2 separate regions of the Zea mays genome follow, and region 1 is linked to region 2. A link is a contact called in public Hi-C data. All regions are on one chromosome and are shown on one strand. The core of a region is the stretch at or near the end of the contact, and the rest is flanking DNA. Distances in the headings are between cores, read along the strand shown.

Evidence for each region. A called contact is a pair of places that touch in the nucleus more often than the background predicts.
Region 1: a Hi-C map of ear shows a contact between it and region 2, with 1.6 times the contacts expected there. The contact joins the promoter of LOC100383661 here to the promoter of LOC103635788 in region 2. A contact is called at or near these places in 2 of 25 Hi-C or Micro-C datasets (ear and tassel).

What each region holds. Positions count from the first base shown.
Region 1 is chr8:121,557,570-121,563,879 of Zm-B73-REFERENCE-NAM-5.0, forward strand. It overlaps LOC100383661, which reads left to right and starts at 3,650. Exons shown (of 2, transcript NM_001176305.1): 1 at 3,650-4,064; 2 at 5,536-6,310. The coding sequence starts at 3,837.
Region 2 is chr8:120,900,077-120,906,437 of Zm-B73-REFERENCE-NAM-5.0, forward strand. It overlaps LOC103635788 (Putative RING zinc finger domain superfamily protein), which reads left to right and starts at 3,995. Exons shown (of 1, transcript XM_008658163.4): 1 at 3,995-6,361. The coding sequence starts at 4,355. The coding sequence ends at 6,007.

The DNA.
Region 1 (6,310 bases), core at 2,400-4,899, 660 kb after region 2:
CTATTTCCACATATTTAAACATGTATTTTTCTACTAATTATTTATCACAGGAAATAATTAATTAATGTAGAAACCGCAACATCAGATATTACCGAGGCTATTGGCCACATATATTTTTTCACAAATAAATTAATAAATGAATAAAAAATAATAAAAGTGTGGCATGAATGGTATTGCTAAGCGCCTAGGCCACATGGGCTCTTTGCGTGCCTCGTTGGTCACGCCACTGTGTTCCTTGGGCTACGCGTAGCAGAGAGTGGTTTTTTCGTATCCCTCGGCGGTTGTTACCGTTTTAATCGGAACACACTCCACGCGCGCTGACCATGCCCTGTTTGTTTCAGCTTCTGGTAGCTTCTGGCCACCAAAAGCTGCTGCGGACTGCCAAACGCTTAGCTTTTCAGCCAGCTTCTATAAAATTCGTTGGGGCAAAAACCATCCAAAATCAACATAAACATATAATCGGTTGAGTCGTTGTAATAGTAGGAATCCGTCACTTTCTAGATCCTGAGCCCTACGAACAACTTTATCTTTCTCCACACGTAATGGTAATGATACTCAAATTCTCTCCACAGCCAGATTCTCCCCACAGCTAGATTTTCAGAAAAGCTGGTCAGAAAAAAGCTGAACCAAACAAGCCCCTTTTCTGTTGCGCGGCTCCCATGGCACAGCTGTTTGTCTCTAGCGTGCAGGCAGTGGACCCTGCCACGGGCACAGGGCTCCACTTCTTTGCTGGGCGCCACCGCAACTTCGATGGGCTAGCCACCGCCAGCCGCCAGGCGGTATGTCTGTGCACGGCGCACCGCTGGCCATCTTTGCACGGGCAGCAGCAAGCATTCCGTGCCATGAGCTTCACATGCGAGTGTTGTGGCCGCGAGACGTTTGGTTGTTGCCCGGAGCTGAGCATGCGCAGGTGCACGACCGTGGCGGCTGCTGGGCGCTGTGGACCAGAGGCTCCACGCCGCCGAGTTCGACCACGGCGAAGCGGCCTGCCGCTACTCGCGCTGGCGTACTACATTCCAACCCGGGTGCTGGCGCAGCCCCTCCGGCCAAGCACGGTCTCAACCAGGCGCGACTTTGGCGTAGGCATGTCTCCTGGCGAGGCTTCGACGCAGACGCTTCTGGCGTGGGTGTGGCTCGAAGCGGGCACAACACAAGGACAACGACGACAAGTTCTTGGCGCATGGATCACAATACATGCACATCGACAGATCAAGAATAATATATCCAATTTAAGCATACCGCACGATTGCGTAGAGGGAATCGAAGCCTGTCGCATAGGACAGTTCGGCTAGGCCGAAGACCTGCCGGCTTGACAGAGAGTTGATGCAGATCTGATCTCGCAGCAACGTCGAAGTAGAGCGTGTTGATAACGTGCTGAGAACTACGTTACCACGGATCACCAGATCCGCACCCTTCCCTCCCGTCAGCAGATTAGGCACGAGAAGTCGTGCAAGACCCGTATCCTTTCCCAAAAGCACGACAGAAGAAACACACGAGACATGATGTAGGGTTGGGTATTTGGTCTCTTTCTTTTTTCTGTATTATGAGGGTGTACAGGTTCTTTATATAAAGATGTGAGACCACTCAAGGATAAAACAAGTATTTACCCACGTAACCCTAACTAGAGTTAGCTGTGTGAGATAGAGTTGTTGCTCGGAATCGGGCCTGGGCCGCACGCAAGAACAGGCTCGCTATCGGGTCGATGGGCTGCGTCCCGTCGTCGTCCGTCAGCTCGGGATCATGTCACGACTCACGAATGAATGATTGCAGCGGGCGCAACGGCGTGACCGGGTTTTACTGTACAGGGGGGGGGGGGGGGGGGGGGGGGGGCGCCGGAGTTGGTCACCACACCAGCAGCATGTGACAACAACAAAAAAAACAGAGACAGCATGAGTGCGCCGGTGTACCAGTGTATTTATGATTGCCCCCGTCCGTGCATGGCGCGTCACGTAGTACTAGAGATCTGCTCTTGTGTTGCCATTGCCATGCCCATGCATGATGTCGAGCTGGCATGGCTCTGTACGTGGTCTGTATTGCAGAATGTTTCTACCAATGCCATAGTATAGTATACTTCTATGGCCGCAGAAATACGAGGACAGGTTGATGGCGGATCCTAAGCTCCTCCAGTCCCGGCCAAACAGGGCGACAGAGGCGGCACAGTCTTGCGTCGTCAGAGAAGCAGATCTCTATGCCTACTCTCTACTATTCATTGCTCCCTGCATGACCGCGTCCGTGAGGCGACGAGGAATGGATGGCCGGCCCTATGGATTGTAACCGGAAGGGTTTTACAGTCAACAAGAGTAGCTCCTTGCATTCCCAGGATTTTGTAACCGCCGCCTCATTTTTCCAGTGTCCTGTACCATCAATGTGCTCGCAAGTTACTGCCTAACTACCGAGTGCTATTTTTTTTATTAGATTTAGATTTTGATCGTGGCAAGACGGCGGACACACACGTCGCAGCCGGATCGAGCGAGGGAGAGCATTTCCGTGGCTTCAAAAAGAAATACGAATCAGGACCCTAAATTTTCACACTATAAAGGAGATAGAAAAATTTAGCGATGGACACACAGGTCGCGGCCTCGCGGGCGCGACGGCGAGGGAAGGGGTCGGCGGGGATGCAGGAGCTAGGGAGAAGGGAAGCCTTGGGGGGCGATGGGATTGTGGGCGAGGGATGATTACGTGTTAAGTCTGGATGCAATTTGTTTAGTGAATATAGTGAATGTTATATGTGTAATGGTGATATAGTTGGAGTCTACTAGATTGTATTGTATAGTGGTAAAGATTATTAGGCTATACGGAATGAAGTGATGATAGATCAACTTATTCTAGTTCACCAACCAAATAAGAATATAGAGTAAGAAGACGATGAACTACCTTAATCCTTAAACCAAAGACGTTGTAACCTTGTGTCATGTGAAATCTCCTTTTTGCGTGTATAGCCACATATGGAATGAAAGTGGATTCGGTAGCAATTTTAAAACATGAGGGCAATTCCCCCCTATGATATCATCTGTGGGCTAGTTTGGCAACTTTTTTTCCAGAAAATTTCTATTTTTTCAAAAGAAAGTAGTTCATTTTTATATAAAAAAAAATAGAACTTATTTATAAAAATAGAGTTGTCAAATTAACCCTAAAAGGAAAAAACAAAATCTCCAAGCAACATTTTCCTGGATTATTATCACGTAGTTCTGGCCATTTTATCATCCAGACACGGCGGGCGTGATCCACGGATCAGCCCATGAACCCCGGGCCAGGTCCCCCAATCCAGCCCTACAGGTTACGCGTTCACGAGTCACGACCGGCAGCCACCAGCCCACCAACCCAATGGCAGACACCGAACAGACCCGCAGCACTCACTGACAATGGCCCACCCACCGGTTGCCCCCACCTCGTCAGTCTCGTTAGCGTCGCAGGCCCTACGGGCCGTGGGCACGGGTGAAAACTGCTGTCATTTCGAGTTTTATTTTATCCGAACACCCACCAGAGCACGGTCGCACCACTGCCCCTGCCTTTTCGTCACAAGCGCACTGCGCACCTACGCTCGGCGTCACCAAGCAGGCAAGGCGACTAGTATTACTTTCTTTACGTTCCCCACGGCGCCGCGCTCCCCACCCCGGCATCCGCACGCTGCCGCTACGGAGTACGGACAGCCAGAGCCGAAAAACCGCAGCAGCGCTTACAGTCACGGGCGCCCACCTGGGCAGGACAGGAGTACAGGACACTGCCATTGCCCTTCCCCGCCGCGCCCCCCCCCCCCAAGACCCCAGTACTCCACTAACACTCATCAGCGCGCCGCGGGGCGCGGGCGGACGTGCGGCGCTCCTCGGACGGCCGCGATGGCGGAAGTGGCGGCGCGGCGCGCCGTCGGCGTCCCAGCAGGGGGCGGCGGCGACCAGGCGAACCTTGCGGCGGTGGCGGCGGCTATGCGGGGGCGCGGCGAGGTGGACACGTCGTCGCCGTTCCAGTCAGTGCGCCAGGCCGTCGACCTGTTCGGCGGCGGGGCTGCCGCCGTCTCCCAGTGGCGCCACCCGCAGGCTCCGCCGCGCGTCCACCTCCGCCCAGAGGTCAGTCAACCGGAGCGCGGGCGCCTTTTGCTTGCGGCTTTAGTTTATGCGACGCGCGGCAGGGGCAGGGGCAGTGGCCTCCCGCTTTTCTCAAAGAGGAGCAGGGTGGCGGTGGCGGCGGCGGCGGCATGATTGCCAGCGCACCGCTTTCTCAGCCAATACCTCCTTTTTCAAAGCGCCTTGGCATCTCTTGATCAATTTAGTTTGAGATCGGCCGTGCCTCTACGGGTTTGAAGGGGGTAGCAATTCGTAAACGCGAGGGTTTTACTTCCAGTTTGCTCTCTGGTACTGGCAACCCTGGTCGTAACAGCTGTGATTAGGTGTCTGGTTTTAATTTGGGGAGGGAGGGCAGGCAGAACTAAGCAGCATTCTTTTCGAGTTTCGGCGAAGTGGTTGGCGTCATTGCTGCTGCGGGTGATTGTGACAGGCCACTGTGGGACTTCGGCTCGGCATCAATCTGGAGCCGAAAGGAACCAAATGAATGATGGCATTTACTAGTAGCTAGTAGTATGCTGGGTGTCCTCTTCGGTCCGACATTGCGAGGAATAGAGGTCCACTATTAGATCTCGACGCTGTTGGGTTGTGACTTGGTATGAGCAGTTTTACCAGCCTCTCGCCTTGACTGTTTCACACACTTTACAAGTTACAAGCACTTCCAGATGAAACATAGTGCACTATAACATGATGTAAATGCAGTAGTACAACATTACAGCTGACTAGCAAGGATGAACTTGCTGTCAAGACATGACTAATTTGATTGGAGTCCTGGTTTGTCGCTACTTGGAAGAAGTTATGCTTTTAACGTCTTATTACTCCAGGTGACAACTAAGTAAACTATTTGCATTTTATCTAGACTGCTGTTGTTATGGCATTTGATACAGGTCCTAGTAATACAGTACAGGAAGTGATGCCGACAATTTTGGCATTAACCAAACATGTGTGTGAGGCATCCAAGGATACACTTAGTCTTAGATAGGATGTTGGGGGCTGTACTGTATTACTAGCTGGTCCTGTAGATTTAATATGTGAATCAGGAGGAGATTGAATAATCGCATTTCAATGTTTCTTTAGAAGTCTTTCAGTGTAGCATGTTGCCAATGTTTTTCAGTAATTTCTCCCAAGTATACTTTTTTTTTATGAATTGCACGGTTAGGATTGACGAAGTAATCTGGAAATTTAAGTTAGAATTACGGGTTGTCGTTGTTTCCAAAAAAAAATTATATTCTGTTTGATGTTTGGTTCACTATTGGTTGCCATGTTATTCAGAATATATAAGGAGATTTCAGTAAGAACTTTATTCTTTACCTTTGCATCAGATGCCCAATTTTGTAGATACTTTGGACATATTTCTTCAAAGAAAGTTTTCTCCCTCTATGCATTTGTCTGTACCCTGTAAAGTTCATTTCTGTTCTTCATTCATAAATAAAATCTGTATTCTTACTCTGTTCATGGACACCACCGTTTATTTCAGGAAGAAGAACTTATGAAAGTTGAGGAACAAACAGTGAAGCTGGAGATGGAACTGTTCGTTAAGGAAAAGGAAACATTTAAGGTCTTGAAGGAACTACAGGAAACAAAGCAGGTTATAGATGGCTTGAAAATACAAATAGAGAAGGTAACATGGGAGGACACAAATGCTGCAAAAGGCCATGCTGATACAGGGATGGTACATCCACTTCCTGCTGTCGAACAAAATACCGAGCCACCAGTCCAGAGCGCAAAAGGTACACAGTCCCCACTAACCACGTTGATCAAGCTCAATCAGGCAAAAGCATTCCTTAACACGGATACCGTCAACATGCTAAAGAGCCAGATACAGAAGGAGAAAGGCTCGCTTGAGAAAACCCGCGAAAGGTTACAATTCAACCTGGGGAAGGCTTCATCGTTAGAAGCAGATTTGACGAAAACTGTCGCACGGCTGCAAGCAGCAAAAGCTCCACAGCCTGTCCTTGAGCCTTCTGAAATCTGGTTGCAGATGAAGCACCTGAATGCTGACAAGGCGAGGCACAAGAAGGCGTCAGAGGATTTGAGGAACGAGATCTGTGAGCTGACAGCTGCAATCGAGCACACGAGGTCTAAGACGAAGACTCTGCAGTTCAGAATCCTCATGGCTGAGAAACTGAAGGAAGCTTCCCAACGTGGAGAATCTGTTGCTCTTGCAGAGATGGAAAAACTGAGCAACGGGCGGGACCCGAACGGCAGTACTTCTGATGCTGTCACACTCTCCGTTGAGGAGCACTCCACGC
Region 2 (6,361 bases), core at 2,745-5,244:
GCATCGATTCCTCTGAAAGCTTCATGTCTGTGAACTTAGGCCCTCTTTCAATCTTCACGCTAGCTTCAGCTAAGTTGTCAATCCGAGATTGGTTACATTAAAAATGCAAACCTGATGTTGTTAGAACAAACATTTCGTAATGCGCAAAACAACAAATTTAGGAACATACTTCTCCCTGCCTCTGCCATGCTGAGCATACTTGTAGTAGAAAAATAAGCAATATGAGGTAGGTTACATTAAGAATGATATGGTGTTGTTTATCAATGGTAGCAAAAGAATAAACATCCTAATTTATTGGCATCAATGTCATGTCCTATAATAAGACCCTATTGAAACAAGAACACGATCATGTATGATTTCAACCATTTTGATACACTTTTCCCTAACATACAAGACAAACAAGCAATGACACATAGCTACCGGTAGTAGAAACAACGCCCTAGTAATATAGTAGCAGTAGATCAAACACTACCCACGATTCCTAGGACCCTAAAACATTCGAAAAGTAAGTGCTTGTAGTTGTGAATCAAACACTACCCATGATTCCTAGGGATCTAACTAAAAGGCTAAAATGCCTAAAATCAAACAGAGGAATCACAAAAATCAAACAAAGGTCGTGCTTGGGGTAGATGTCGCCGCCCTTGCCCTCGTCGTCCTTGAGCAAGTTGTCTATGTAGATTTGCTGGCCCAGCTAGTCGGGCCACAACTCCATGATGCACCCGGAGTCCGCTTCCCTGATCATGGCCACCTTGCCAGGGCATGGAAGTCGAAGGGCGTGTCGGGGACGGGAGTGACCACACCCGATGAGGGTGACGAGTCATGATCGAAAACCATTTTCGATCCATCGCTTAATAGCGACGTCTAGCAGCATAATTGAATCATGTATACACATGAAGATCATATTTGGAGAATCTTAATGCCTGTAGGGGTGTTTGAACGATGTGGAGGTTGATTGCTGAGCAAGTTGGTGTATGTTTCTAAGTTGGACTCCATTTCATATTTATATTGTAATAGAGAGTGGGGGCTACAATATAAAGGAAAACAATCGAATTGGAGAGGTGTGTGAATGAACCGAAACACACTCTATTTATAGGATGGATTCTCTGATTTCTTTAATAAATATAGATTTTTTGAACTTCAAACTATCAAAACGATGCAGATCAATCAGAAGATGAGATGTGACAATAGGTGCATGTCAATAACAACCAGTTTTCCGATGCAGTTGTTGATCTAGCTCTAACGTGGCCGATAAAAACCGAATTGACCGACCAATCGGTAGATCCACAGACGACCGTTGAGACCGTACGAATCGATATCGCCCACCGACCAAGCCATGTTAGCAACCGGGACCGACCCGGTTGAATCAGGCAATGACATATCTCAATTAAGATCATTGCATTTTCTAAGCTAAGGTAAACTTTGTCATACCACATCTCAATCATACATCACTAAATCGACGTGGGATTATTTTTGGAGGGAGATCAGTGATTAAGATATTGCTATGAGAAAGGCTAAGAGATAATAGGATATGTGAAAATAACCTATATTAATTTAGTGACGTATGGTTAATATATGGTATGATAAAATTTGTCCTAGATTGGAAAAATTGAGGATATAGATGCCTCAACTAAACCGTAGAATTTCAACAACAATATCATAGTTTCTCGTTGATTAAAGTGCACTTTCAATCTTTAAACTTATTTGATTGTGTTGATTCAGTCTATAAATTTTTAAAGTATGTCTTTTAAGGGCTCAGTCTCTGTCTGGGTCTCTATTACGTCCTAACGAGTGGGTGTGACCTACATGTAGTTGTCGTGGTCTATTAGACCATGTCCACCATTCTCTTTCCTTCTTCGACGACTGACATGTGGGCCACAACAACCCATTAGGACGTAATAGAGACCTAAACAGAAATTAGACCCTTAGAAGACATACTTTAAAAGTTTATGGGCATGTTTGGTTGCATGCCTAAGTGCCAAAAAATACCACATATTTTTTTTCCACACTTGTCTAAGGTTAAGCGCTTAAATTCTGCGCCACACCTTAGGCATGTCTAAGGGAATTTTGCCACACTTTATGAGTCATTGACGAGCGAGACCTACATAGAAAGAGAAAATTTTTGCCACAACTGTGACTACAAACCAAATGCACGCTTAACTCGGTTAAACCTATCTCACTTTAGACGTGGCAACGAACTAAACATGCCCTACGAATTGAGTTCACACAACTAGACAAGGTTAAGGATCCAGAGTGCAATTTAGGGGGTGTTTGTTTGGAATTATAATCTATCCATATTATATAATCCAACAACTTTTGAACTAAGCGTTAGTTTAAAAGTTGTTGGATTATATAACCTGAACAGATTATAATCTCAAACATGGAAACAACGTATTTTTAGAGTTTTGAGCCAAAACTATGATATTGGAGAATACCATAGTTTTTTTTGCCAATAGGTGTTTGATTGCATTGTAATTTTTTTTTGTTTTGAATACCATGGTTTTGTGATACCATAGTATTTTTTGGAGTATTGAAAACTGAAAGTCGCCTAGAGGGGGGGGGTGAATATGGCGAATCTGAATTTTAACAACTTAAGCACAACTACAAGCCGGGTTAGCGTTAGAAATATAAATGAGTCTGAGAGAGAGGGCGCAAAACAAAACGTGAGCAAATAAAGAGTGAGACACGATGATTTGTTTTACCGAGGTTCGGTTCTTGCAAACCTACTCCCCGTTGAGGTGGTCACAAAGACCGAGTCTCTTTCAACCCTTTCCCTCTCTCAAACGGTCACCTAGACCGAGTGAGCTTCTCTTCTCAATCAATCGAAACACAAAGTTCCCGCAAGGACCACCACACAATTGGTGTCTCTTGCCTCGATTACAAATGAGTTTGATCGCAAGAAGAATAAGAAAGAAAAGAAGCGATCCAAGCGCAAGAGCTCAAAAAGAATACAACGAATCACTCTCTCTAATAACTAAAGCTTTGTGTGGAGTTGGGAGAGGATTTGATCTTTTTGGTGTGTCTTGTATTGAATGCTAGAGCTCTTGTAAGTAGTTGGAAGGTGGAATACTTGGATGACTTGAATGTGTGGGTGGTTGGGGTATTTATAGCCTCAACCATCAAATTTGACCGTTGGTGGAAGCAGCTGTCGACGGGCGCACCGGACAGTCCGGTGCGCCACCGAACACTGTCCAGTGCGCCAGCCACGTCACCTGGCCGTTGGGTTCCGACCGTTGGAGCTCTGACTTGTGGGCCTGCCTGGCTGTCCGGTGGTGCACCGGACAGGCCCTGTAGGCTGTCTGGTGTGCCACCCGCGCGTGCTCTGCTCCTCTGCGCGCGCAGGAGCGCATTTAATGTGTTGCAGTCGACCGTTGCACGCGAAGTAGCCGTTGCTCCGCTGTCACACCGGACAGTCCGGTGTGCACCGGACACTGCGGTGAATTATAGCGGAGCGGATTCCCGAAGCTGGCGAGTTCAGAGTTGCTCTCTCTTGGGGCACCGGACACTGTCCGATGGTGCACCGGACAGTCCGGTGAATTATAGCGGAGCTCCTCTGAAAATTCCCGAAGGTGAAGAGTTGGGCGTCGAGTTCCCTGGTGCACCAGACACTGTCCGGTGGCACACCGGACAGTCCGGTACGCCAGACCAGGGTGCCTTCCGGGTTGTCTTTTGCTCTCTTGCTTGAACCCTTTTCTTGGTCTTTTTATTGGCTTATTGTGAACCTTTGGCACCTGTAGAACTTATAGACTAGAACAAACTAGTTAGTCCAATTATTTGTGTTGGGCAATTCAACCACCAAAATCAATTAAAAAATAGGTGTAAGCCTAATTCCCTTTCAAAAACTTCACTCCAACCCAAAGTTTTTTTATCTATGACTGGACTTTGCATATATATACTAAATACTATGGTTTAAGATTCTCTGTCTTCAAATATATAGTGCTAAAAGTAATATAAAAATACTGTAGTTATATCATGACATTTTAAAATCATATTATTCCAAAGTCTTTCTTGATACTAGAAGTTATATCCGTCCCACCCCTCTCTCTTTCTCTTTCTCCCTCTCTCTCCGTGTGACAGCATTCCCAATTCCTCACCCTCACCGCCGCCGCCGCGTCGCCGCCCTCGCAGCCACCAACTCCACCGAATCTGAAGCCATAGCTGCCGACTGCGGCCGCCTCGAGGAGCGGTGCCCCCTATGCGCCGAACTCCAGCGGTTTCTTTAGCCTGTTCGCGCGGGCCCCGCGCCGGGGCCTGCCATGGTGGGGCGGAGCTAGGAAGGCGTGAGCTTCGCGACCGCGCCGGCGGAGGAAGAGGTGTGATAGCGCGCTACAATTAAGGCGGGCGTCTCGCCCGCCGGATGGCCGCCGATGACGCGGCGCGGAGCAGCAGACGGATGGATCTGAACCTCTACCTCGGTCTCCCCCGGGCCCCGCGCGCCCCACGCCCCGATCTCGGCTCCGACCTCGCGCTGGGCACTCCGATGCTGTCTTCGTCGTCTCCCTCGTCCTCGGCCGCCTCCGCGGACGCGCCGCCGCTGGAGACGGATCCACTCCACCCGCCCTACTCGCCGTCCCGCGCCGAACTGGTGCGCCCGCCGACCCCGGTGCACGAGCCCTACAGCCCGTTCGCGCCCGAGGCGCATCCCCCCTATGTGCCTCCGCCACCACTGCCGGTTCCAGGGGCTTTACCTGTGCTCGCTGATGAGCTTGAGTTTGGTTTTTCCGACGCGCAACTCGGTCTGGTCGAGCGTTTAGACCGGCCTTCGTCGTCGACCGCATCTTCTTCATTCCGCCCGGATCGTGCCGAGCGCTACCGCCGCTTGATGTCCTTGGGCGGATCTAGGTACTTCCGGCCAAGACGGTTCCGCTCCGACCTTCCACCTCTAAGCTCAGAGGCCCCTAGTCTGGAGAATGATGCTGCAGTGCAACCACCTGAACCCGAAGAACCTGTCCATGATACTGTGGAGGAGAACAAGGTGGCTGCTGAGGGTGCAGTTGTGGGTGTCTCAGAGGACGATGGAACAGAGCATGGTAAGAGTACCGCAATGTTCGAGTGTAATATCTGTTTTGAAATGGCTGATGAACCAGTGGTTACCTCCTGTGGCCACCTCTTCTGCTGGCCTTGTTTATATCAGTGGTTGCATGTCCACTCCAGCCATAAGGAATGCCCTGTCTGCAAAGGAGAGGTTACTGAAGGGAACATTACTCCTATCTATGGGAGAGGGAATTCAGGTTCGGCTATGGAGAAGGTCGCAGAGGATGGTAACGCATCTGGCCCCAAGATTCCACCAAGGCCACATGGGAATCGGCTAGAGAGCTTCCGGCAGCAGTTCCACCATTTGCGACCCATATCTAGACGGCTTGGTGAGGCACATGGTTTTTTGTCTACGTGGAGGCGCATTTTTGATCAGCACTTAGCGAATAGCATGAGTAGATTTGAAGGGACTCCTGAACTATCTGTTTCGGAAACTGCTCAGCATGCAAGCCGTCTTGGCCGAATGACTACTAGGTTGAGAGCGAGGAGGTTGCAAAGGGAAGCGGAAAACCCTACACCCATTGTTTCATCTGCACCAGATAGTGGGCAGCCTAGAAACAATACACCCGATCTGCCAAGGCGCTCTTCAAGCCCATTTCCCTCAGAAGGGATGGATTTGTTGCGACAGATTGCCTTCGCTGGTCTTGAAGACTCAGAGAGGTTTGCGACTGCTGTCAGTGAACTTAGGCGAATCGCTAGGCCAAGCCACTACGGGGCATCAACTTCATCAAACCCACCAAATCCTGAGCCTATTGATGGAACTCATATTGCCATGGCACTGGCTGCAGATCAAGCTTCTAATTCGAGCACCATGGCTGTCATTCAGGAAGATGCAGCTTTTGCTGAAAGTGCTGGAGAACCTAGTAATGCCGGGTCTTCAAGATCCCTGAGAAGAAGAAGAGGAAGTGGTGCCTTAGGTTCTTTGGATGTGGATGGTGGGGACCTACATCAGAATAAGAGAAGGCGTCTGAACTAAGCTGAAGACAGCTAAAATCAAGCCAGCAGGTTGCAGCGATATTCTAATTTGCTCGGTGTGCTCTTCTCAGTTAAGCAATGTTCTAATGAAGCTAGTAGGTAATATCTGCTGTGTGGTATGAAGTTGTTTCTCTGGTACTAGTTTACTAGGCAGCTCCTGGTTCGTTGCCTTAATTCCTTCCGGCCTGTTCAATTTATGCGATCACTCAAGACATGTATACTGCGGAAACCTGGTGGTTGTCATCAGATGTATTTTCCTTGATAGTAAATTGTATGTGCAGATCTGTAATTTTCTTCATAGTAAATTGTATGTGCAAATCTGTACTCAGTGAATTTGGTCTCTAGCTGAGAAATA